2 separate regions of the Rattus norvegicus genome follow, and region 2 is linked to region 1. Evidence: chromatin contacts called from public Hi-C data. All regions are on one chromosome and are shown on one strand. Each heading gives the region's core, a stretch centred on a gene start, on an enhancer-like site or on the middle of the called end of the contact. The rest is flanking DNA. Distances are from core to core; before and after follow the strand shown. Region 1 has its middle 250 kb from the start of Fn1. Region 2 has its middle 100 kb from the start of Mreg.

What was found. Hi-C and Micro-C count contacts between places; a contact is called where the count stands out from the background.
Region 2: a contact with region 1 is called in a Hi-C map of the A7r5 cell line, with 1.4 times the contacts expected there. The contact joins two enhancer-like sites. A contact is called at or near these places in 2 of 12 Hi-C or Micro-C datasets (the A7r5 cell line and liver).

Annotation. Positions count from the first base shown.
Region 1 is chr9:80,959,334-80,964,481 of GRCr8, reverse strand. No RefSeq gene overlaps it. Among named protein-coding and RNA genes, the nearest start is that of Fn1, 250 kb to the right of the region's middle. Within about 2 kb of position 3,506, at least 19 of the 93 cell types and tissues checked have an H3K27ac peak or open chromatin away from gene starts, as enhancers often do. A contact at or near this core is called in the A7r5 cell line, where this site is marked.
Region 2 is chr9:81,184,563-81,189,340 of GRCr8, reverse strand. No RefSeq gene overlaps it. Among named protein-coding and RNA genes, the nearest start is that of Mreg, 100 kb to the left of the region's middle. Within about 2 kb of position 2,495, at least 3 of the 93 cell types and tissues checked have an H3K27ac peak or open chromatin away from gene starts, as enhancers often do. A contact at or near this core is called in the A7r5 cell line, where this site is marked.

The DNA.
Region 1 (5,148 bases), core at 2,257-4,756:
TGGAGAACTAAATGCCTCTGTTTTTTTAGGGGACTGGGAATATAATCGCTTCTGATGGCTGGGCCAGGTCTCCTCAGACTCTTGAGAACTATTATAAAGATGACTCCCACCAAGCCAGCAAATCTTGCATCTCTGGCAACCGGGCCATGCTCAAACTGAGAAATAGCATCGGGAGTTCACGCATCCACAGAAGCCTTTGTCCCAGTAGCATTTAAATCTCTGGGGATAAGAGGTTCTTTCCAATACCAGAGGGTCAGACTGCCCTCATGAACAATGCTAGTTAAGTCTTGGAACGCTTTTCCCTCTTCTAACTCCCCAGTTATACATTTTCCTCTGTGGCCAGTCACTGAAGCTGAAAACAGTCTCTTTTTGAGGGACACAGTGCCTTCTTCTAAAACGAGCGAGCGGCAATCATTGGCTCTCCCCGCTTCCTCCCAGCTCAGATGGAAAAGCCTTTAAACTGAGTTCCCAGTGGTTCCCTTCCCCCCTTTCCTGGAAACTTTCATCATTGCATTGGGAAAGGATTCAGAAGCAAGACATGGTGTAAAAGCAGCTTCATGCAAAGAGGAAAAAGTAAGAGGTGGAGGTGGGGCGGGTCACTCCAAGAGTTGCCTGGCAACTGTGTGGTATTATCTCCAGTGAGGGTCTCACTCCCCAGGTGACCTTTGGCACAGTAAGTGAAGAAAAATAGCAGACTCAGCATTTTTGTCCACCCTGTCAGGACTTTCCAACCTCGTCATATTTCCTTTATCAGCCTTTCAGGCTGTCAGAAAATCCTTAGAATATTTATCCTTCAGGATGCCTTTCCTTTTCTTTTAAATGCAATGTCCAAAGCACTGGTTTCAGACAATGAGAATTTCTGTCGGCATGCAGACAGATCTCTATAAGGAAAAAGGCACCGGGCAGTGTCTTCCTGGTGAACAGCCATGTGTCAGATTGCGTCTACCCATTTCCGGAGTTCCAAAGGGAAGGGAGGAGGGAAAAGTCAACTCGGAGGATGTTTGAGGTACCTTTTATGATGGAGGAGAATAAGAGTCATGCGTGGTAGGAGAAAGAAGGAAAGGGAAATACACCGAGGAGCTGATTTAGACAACATCTTGGTGAACTGATATTTTATTGGTGGGGAGATGTGGAAAGATACCTTAAATAATTCAGCATCTTTGAGCGTGAGAATGGGGAATTAAAAATGCCAACTTTTTTTGCTAAATTGGTTCTGCTTTTATTCCAAATTCCAAACAGGCGGAAAGGGCCAGCTTTACCCTTTGTCCCAGTGAATTGTGTGTGAACTGACGTGCAGAGACAGGAAGGGTCGCTGCTCCATGGTACTGGCTTATAAACTGAGAGATCAAAGTCTACGTCTCTGTTTGTGAGGACAGGGAGTTTTACCGTTTATAAACGTTAAGTTCACCTCTATGGAGCAATCATAACCTTCAGCTGTTATTTGTAAAACTGTTAATGGGAAAAAGCAATCTGACAAGGCCTGCGAGTGTCTGCTGGTCTGACCTGAAGACCACGTGGTTTTCACGGTTTTACTGTGTACGGTGACTGTAGGATGATGTCATTATGAGGTGAAGGCAGGTACCAGGTGGAATGAGGCCTGTCATTGGACGAGAGGGAAGGATGGGCGGGAGAAAAGTTTTAGAGAGGAGGCTGGAGAGAGGGAGGAGAGAGGAGCAGCGGAGAGAACATGGAGATGGATGTTAAGACTCCCCTCTGCACATTTACAGGTTGTTATGAATGTTCTAAAGGGATGGATGTGTACAGGGCTTTGTATGTCTAGGTGGGCAATTATATATTATCATTGGATCAGAGGTTATTGTGTTGTGTGTTCTTTCATGTGGCGATTTAATTGATTTCAAGAGAGTGTGTGGTGGCTGGAGACACTGGGCTGCCACAGAATTGGGATGTGTGTGTCTGACATGGTGGCAGCCTGCCTTGGGAACTAGATGGGTAGAGAAATTGTTGCCAGGGTCAGAGAGAAGCCATCGGCAGTGTGATATGGGGTGGAGCAAAGTGGGTGAGAGGCTTTGCTGACTGAGATGAAGACGTCTACCAGATATCTTAGGACACTGCGGTGCCAAACCTAGGACAGGGTAAAAGACAGATTTTTTTTTTTTTTTATAATTTTACAGCAACAGGTGAATCTGCAAAGAGAGGAGAGAGAGAAGACGTGAAAGATCCATTTTCACCTGTGGTTCTCTGCGGGGGTGGGGGTGGGGAGAAGGCTCAAAAGCTCATCTAAGGGACATCTTGGAACGAGGTTCACTGTGACAATGCTTCCTTCTACTTGATGCTAGCCTGGTGGCAGGTTAGCTGATGGTACTGGGCTACGGACAGAGTTCTTGCTGTGTTGTTAAGTGTGGTGTGAGGAAACACTAATCAGGTAGAAAAAAGAGAAGAAATGTCCTTTGACAAAAAGACTGACACAGTCTCCAAATAATATTAATCCATAGGCTAAGAACAGTTTTCCTACCCAAACCAATGAAGGATATAATAATTGCATTTTAGCTTGTGCCTGTCTGTCTGTCTGTCTGTCTGTCTGTCTGTGTAAAGGACAGAAGTCAGCCTCATCTGTTCTTCCTCAGAAACCATTCACCTTCTTTTTAAAGACAGTGTCTCTCACCAGGACCTGGGATTTGACAAATAGTCCAGTCTGTCTGGGCATCCAGTCTGGGAGATTCACTGTGTCGATTACTCCCCACTGCTGGGATTGCAGACACAGGCCTTCTCTTCTCATCTTATGTTCACATGTGTTTGCTGGAGATCAAACTCAGGTCCTCAAACACTTTATAGACTGAGCTATCTCTGCATCCAAAGTTACCGATCACCTCCGTCACCTCCACCACCACCACCACCATCACCATTATCACCACCACCACCATCACCACCACCACCACCACCACCACCACCACCACCACCACCACCATCACCACCACCATCACCATTACCACCACCATCACCATTATCACCACCATCACCATCACCACCACCATCACCATCACCACCACCATCACCATCACCACCACCATCACCATTATCACCACCATCACCATCACCACCACCATCACCATTATCACCACCATCACCATCACCACCACCATCAGTATCATCATTTAAGAATGGAGTTTCACTGTTGGCTTAGGTTAGAAGGGAACCCTAATTCCCAGGTAGAAGACACTGCCAATTGAATCTCACCTGACCAGGCAATGAAAGCAACACGTAAGTCAGAATCAGTTTGAGGTCTTCTTTCTTTCTTCTAGTACATTTGTGACATGCAATGTCAACATTCAAATCTCTCTCACCACTTGATTTTTTTTGTCACCCCCACCCAAAACCCACTCGGAGGCAAAGTCACCTTTGACCTTAATAGCAAGAATGAAGCAAAGTAGGTAAGCCACATTCCTCGGGGCTCAAGTATTTTCAAGTGCTCTTAGAAACAGCTCCTTAGTGTCTGGTTCCAATAATAAACGCAGAGCCAACTTCCTGCTCTCTCTACAGTGTGAAATATTAGTCATTCACTCAGCAGCCATTCCCGGGACGAGGGCTGTGGCACCCAGTCTTACTTGGATGAGTCACTTTGGAGGCTCGGAAGCAAAATGCCGGTGCAAGAAACTGTTCATAAAGTGATTCTTTTTTTGTCAGCATCCTTTGTATGGTTCAGGGATGAGAGCTTCTTCCTAGCAGCCGAAGGAAGAAGAAGAAGAAGGTTGCGTAAGTGTGAACAAACAGAGCTTCCAAAGGCACTCAGCTTTTTCCACTAAGTTTGTTGTAGTGGCTACTTTTTAAAAATTTAGATGCCATTTTATTTACTTATATACAAATGCACCTGTACCGTGGCATACATGTGTAGGTCAGGGAAAGCTTGTAGGATTTGGCTCTCTCCTCCTTCCACCTGGACTTGGGGGTTGAACTCAGGGACTTTTGCCCACTGAGCCATCTTACCAGGCTATGGTAACTACATGTGAAATGACATCATTAAGATTCTATACCAACCAAAACCTTTCTCTGACTCTGAAAGGACCAGTTGGCTCTCTGGTATACTCGACTTCCTCTGAAACATCTGGACCAAGCAAAGTTTAACCAAGTTCCCCTGGACCCATGGCTTGGCAGGCAGGCCAGCAACAATACAGGGATATTTTTCTGGCAAAATTTATCATTGAGTTTAAATACTTAGAAGAAGTTGAAGGGAGGCTGGAGAGGTAGCTCAGCAGTGAAGAGCCCTTGTGAATTTTCTAGAGGACCAGGGGTTCAATTCCTGACATCCACATAGTTGCTGACAACCATCTGTAACTTCAGGTCCAGAGGTTAGAGGATTCAAGTTCTTCCTCCAGCCTTTACCGGCACTGGATGTACAAGGTAAGCAGACATACAGCAAGGAAGACACTCATACATATAAAATGAAAAGACATAAATCTTAAGAAATATAGTTAGAGAATGTAAAGATAATAGACAGAAGATCCTCCTGACCCAGTGAATGGTGACATCATAGAACACAGGAAGAAGGGTAAGGAAGGCTGTTTGCAGGAACTGTCACATGGAAACATTGCCCCACAATGGTAACATAGGACCAGAGTGGGACAAACGAGTTCCTGTAAAGCAGGGTTCTCAACCTATGAGGCGCGACCCCTTTGGGGGTTGAGGGAGCCTTTCATAGGGGTTACCCTAAGACCATTCAAAAGCACAAATGTTTGTTACAACTCACAACAGTAGCAAAATTACAGTTAGGAAGTAGAAAGGAAAGTGATGCTATGGTCGGGGGTCACAGGAGAAGCTCTATAAAAGGGTCGCAGCATCAGGAGGGTTGGAGGGCACTGCTGTGAGGGGTAGAACGCCTTTTGATATCCCATCTCTTCTGTCTTCCTATAGCAATCTCTTAGGAGCTGCTACCTGGAGATGCAGGCTAAACTGAGCAGTGAGGCTTCTCTTTGGCGACCCCGCTGGTATTCCTTCTGTTACTGTACTTTGCAATTTGGCCACCACATTTTCTGGGTCTTCCTGTCTTCCGCTGACATCATCTCCTGCTCTCTGATGACATTTTTTTTTCAACCTGACATCTTTGTGTCATGCAGCACTGTCCTTTTCTATCTTCCAGGATGACCTGTTCTGTGCTGTCCCAGGTCTTGATGGGCGGTTGAGTAACGATGCCCT
Region 2 (4,778 bases), core at 1,246-3,745, 230 kb before region 1:
AGGAGAAGGGATCATTGTCTAGAGTGAATATGTGGGGAAACTGAGGTACCACAGGGCAATCAACAAGTATGCCCAAAGCCACAAAGTGGTTAAAAAGTAGAAGAGAAATTGAAGTGAAGTCTTATGAGATGGGAGCTCTTTCTACTCTGTTAGAATGTAGCCAGTGGGGAATGAGGTGATCTTACATAATGATCAATACAAGAAGATGCAGCAGTCTTGGCTTTGTCTTAGTCTAACTTAAAAGACAAGGGGATAGGTCTTATGGCACAATGACTGACAAGCTTGCTCAGATTAAACTCAACTAGTAGCGTTGTCTTACTTAGATTCCAGCTCTCAGTATACCACTTACTATGTGATCATTTCCTCCCTAGTCTCCAGTTTCCTAATCTGTGATGGGATGACAGGAATCTTTCCTCATTAGGCCAGTTGTGGAGATTCAGTGAGGTAGTAGCATTTGCAAAATACTCAGCGTTGGGCCTGGTACAGTGTAAGAAGTCTGTAAGTTTGTTAAGGAAAAAAAATAAAACTAGTCTATTCATCCTGTTATTTTGTGGGTATACTGAATTCAGGAAGGGTAAATTAAACATTTATGAAAAAATGAGAATGATTTTGCAGTAAGATAGGTAAGATGGTGGAAGTCAAGTGTAGAGGGAATGGCTGTAGACTGTTCTATGCCAACCCTTCTGAAGGGGAAAGAGTGGGAGATCTTCAGCTTGTACACAGACACTTCTTGTCTCCATCTAACCTCCAATTTTTAAATAAAAAAAACTGTCTTTTTAGTTCTTTAAGTCAATAGTGTAGGTATAAACGCTCCCTTTAACAAGATGAACAGGCCCAGTCAACTCCCCCAACGCCAGGACCAGAAAGTCGCCTTGGTTTCTCGCTCTGCTTATTTTAGTCAGAAACCAGCTTTGACCCAGGGTGTTGGAGGGAAGGGATTCGGGGAATCTGGAACAAGGTGGGGACTGATCAATTGCAAAAACCAGACACCGTGGCCATAAAAAGGAGACAGGAGGGAGGAAGGCTGCGAAGTGAGTCATCGTGTTTCCACACCGGACGGTTACCTCATTGAGACCGAGAGGAACAAGATCTGCTGATAGGGTCATTCCTATCTGTCAGATGGCAGGAGGAAATGAGTATGCCATTTGGAGGACTTCTTCTAGGATGTTTCATTGTATTCTCCTCCTCGCTGGATTGTAGTCTTTGTTCTGGGAGAAAAAAAAATCCCATGAGGATAGAATTCTGGTCTTGTTGATCTGGGTTCAAGCTCCCTGGTCCCTGGTGAGCTCTTCTCACATCTTCTCTGTTCTGCCACTCCACTCCACAGAAATGTACATCTGGTCCTGAAGAGATTACTTAGCAAAGAGATTGAGAATCACAGAAAAAGGTTAATGGAGTAACACTGCTTCTTCCTTTATAACATGGATGTCGTTGGCCCTGGGCTAGAAGCCACATGAGCCCCAGGCCTCTGTTGCTTTGGGTGAATAGGAAGCTTCAAGCTCTCATGTGTCCACTGTAGACAGGTGAGACTAAGGAATAAGAACTGGTTTGACTCACACTGCCTGTCTCAGATAGTTCCTCTGTTAGCTACTCTGGGGTCACTAAGCGTCTGTAAAGTACCAGTAGAAAGGGATTCTGGTCAACCCAAGCAGAAGTCAATTTGATGAAATATTTAGAAGTAGCTGAAACAACTATACTCTATGTGTTTTAAAATCTGGACATAAATGAATTCATCACCTTGGGATAACAGTGTGAGATAGTTTCCATTATTATCTCGTAGGTAAAAGAGCTAAACTAATCAAATTCCCCTGACACATGCAATTTGACCTCTGAAAACTGCTTAACTGTTACTATGGAAGTCAGTCATGATGATATTGTCAACCCCGGTGCTAGGCAACATTGCTTATGGTGAGGCTGACACTTGATTGCAAATTGTTTCTATACCAGGAGCACACAAATCTGTGTTAGGAAGCTACAGTTTTGGGCTTTATTTAACTCTTGGAACTGGCAATGCCCTTATTGTGGGGGGACCTGTGCTTACAGATTAGTTGCAAGGACTGGCACTAGATCTTTGTGGAGAGTAGAAGGCACGAGGGTTATTAAGCCACAGGAATTCCTGGTTGGTATAAATTTTAACTCTTGAATCTTACTGTGTTGACCATGGCAAGGACTCCTATGTGGGAGAATATCTGATAAACTTCCAAATAAACTAATGCCAAAGGTGGAGTCTGTTGCTGTCTTGTGAGTTTGCCTATTGATTTGAGCCCAAGAGAGCAATGATGAGTATTGGATATTGCTTTTACCTGAGGCAGGGTGATGAAAACCTTCTGTAACTCATGGTCACGCGGATGACAAATGATAGAGCTGTATTCAACCTTGGGCACATTGCCTCCTAAACGGTTCACCAGGGCACAGCTTCCTGGAGGAATTTGCCCTAGATATTTTAGCTCATGGGTCCTTCAGCTCAGTGTGCAAATTCTTGGGGCCTTACAAACAACGAGTGCCACTGTTGCTGAGATCAGACAGGGCTTCAAGACAGATGACTAACGGACAGTAACCTCTCCATGTATTTCCTGTTTTGACTGCTGTTGTTATTATGAACATATATCACTATGGGGAGCTGCCAGGTGGCCAGATCTCACAAATTCCTCTGCCAGATGTTAAAGCACTCATTCATCTACTCTCTCTCTGCATCACCCATTTGACAGCATGTCGAGAAATCTGACAATGACATGACTTGGCAGTACGTCATGTGATGTGAGGCAGCAACCGTTGCAACTCCTAAGTGATGGAAGTCTTCAGTGGCTGGAGATGCTGGTGCAACTCATGGTGAACAATTAGAGATAACTGGGAGAGACTGAGGGGAAGGACTTTGGAGAAGCAAGAGTTTTCTAGGTCATAGAGACAGCTGGGGTTTGGTCACAAACAGGCTCTGGTTGTAGTAGAAATAATGGTTCGGGTGAAATTTGGGATAGGAGACAGAGCAAGATGACAGTATAGGCTGGGCGTGGGGAGTATTTAGAACCAGCTCTTGAGTCCCAGGTGGGATTGGCTGGAGAAGAGGGAGGGAAACTGAGTTTGCATTTACTGAGGACTTCAGGAGAAGCCACACAACTCCAAAAAATATGCCTGGATCACAGTAGATGGACAGTGACAGCTTGGGGCTTCTGGGATGGTCATGTGGTTCAAGTTCAAGATGGCTGGGGCCAGGGCAAGGGTCCTAACACTGGGTGTTTTAGAATCTACCTCTTCCCCATACACTAGCCCTTTATTTTGTTGGCTATGTTCTCTGGGTCTTCTTCCTGATCACCTCAAACTTGGGAATCTTTTCCCCTTTACTCTCAACTCCAATATTCCTAAGATTCACTGGTTCCCTGGTTAGCTAATAAATAAATTCACAGAACACTAACAGTAACACCGATTAGTGATGGAGATATTTATCTGCTTCAAAGAATATATTTTTATTTAGCCAAGCCACAGGAACAAAATGTGGGAATTTCAGATGTTTAGCCATTTCTACTGGATGATGGGAATAAGCAAGAGGATTTTTGTCTCAAGGAGAACAATGAAATCTGGTACTGTTAGGTTAGGGCCACCTTCAGAAAATGATGTTTTTTCTATAGGATCTTAACGCAGTAGGGAAGAATGACCAAGTGCTTTAGAATTCACAGTTTTCTGCCTTTCCTGTCTGCCGGAGATTCATATTTGGTTCATTGGAGTGTGGACTTTCCTGTATACAGCAAACAAACCAAGGCGGGGGTGGGAGTTGGGAGTGTGTGTGGGGGGAATATCGGGAAGAAGGACTTTCAATAGCCTCAGAAGCCAGACTAATTTGAGCTATACAGTGGGGAACTGGGGCAGAACAGGGGCTGAGGGGGTGGATGAACCGTACAGACTGGATGTCATGGAAAGGTTTTGGTCTATCTGTGAGGGCAGGGGGGATAGCAAGTGCTCAGGAAGCAGCTGTCGTTTGTGTGAAGAATATTGAGAATGGCAGAAATCAGAAGTAATGGATTTTTAAAAGATAACTTGGTGTGCATTAAATATGCACTCTGCCCCTTGGGCTTTTTCTTTAGAGCTTGGGTATAGATTTGAATTACTTTTGTAGTAATGTACTTATGTAGTTTTTGATGGACAGCTGTTCCTTTGGATGTGGATTCCATATTGCGATCCGACCATAAGGTTGTCTGGCACTCACAGGAAGAAGCAAATTACAAAATAGGCAATGGGAAATTACTCTTGAAGCCAGAATGGGTATCCTAGAGTCCCACTGTTTTACCCCTTGTCTCCTGAGATGCTGGCTCTGAACCCTGGGACTCTCAAGTGTCATTTGAGATTACTCTCTGGATATACACCCTCTGTCATCTTCCAACTCTGGGAGTCATACAATTCTAGCTTTGCTTCATTTTTAGTCACAAGCACTGACCACGGGAAAAGTAGACTCTTTCAGGTTTCACACCAGGTTGCTACATTTGGGAAAAGGTGCCTGTGGCCTTGAGCCACTCCCTACCCTGGGCCATGGGGTGTGGTTTTTGTGAATGGAGCCCAGTGTGGTTCTAGCAAGTCTAGGTAACATGACCCAGTCTGTGTCTTGCCTCAGAGTGGAAGTCTAGTTACATACCACAGACAGCCTCTTGGAAGAGCCTGCCCCAATTACCCAATATTTTCCTCTTGTCTCCAGACAAGACTTCTCATAAATCTGCCTGCAGTAACCAGCTGGAACTGGGTTTGAGGGTTGAAACCGGCTTATTCAGTGGGGGTCTGGAAATCGTGCAAAC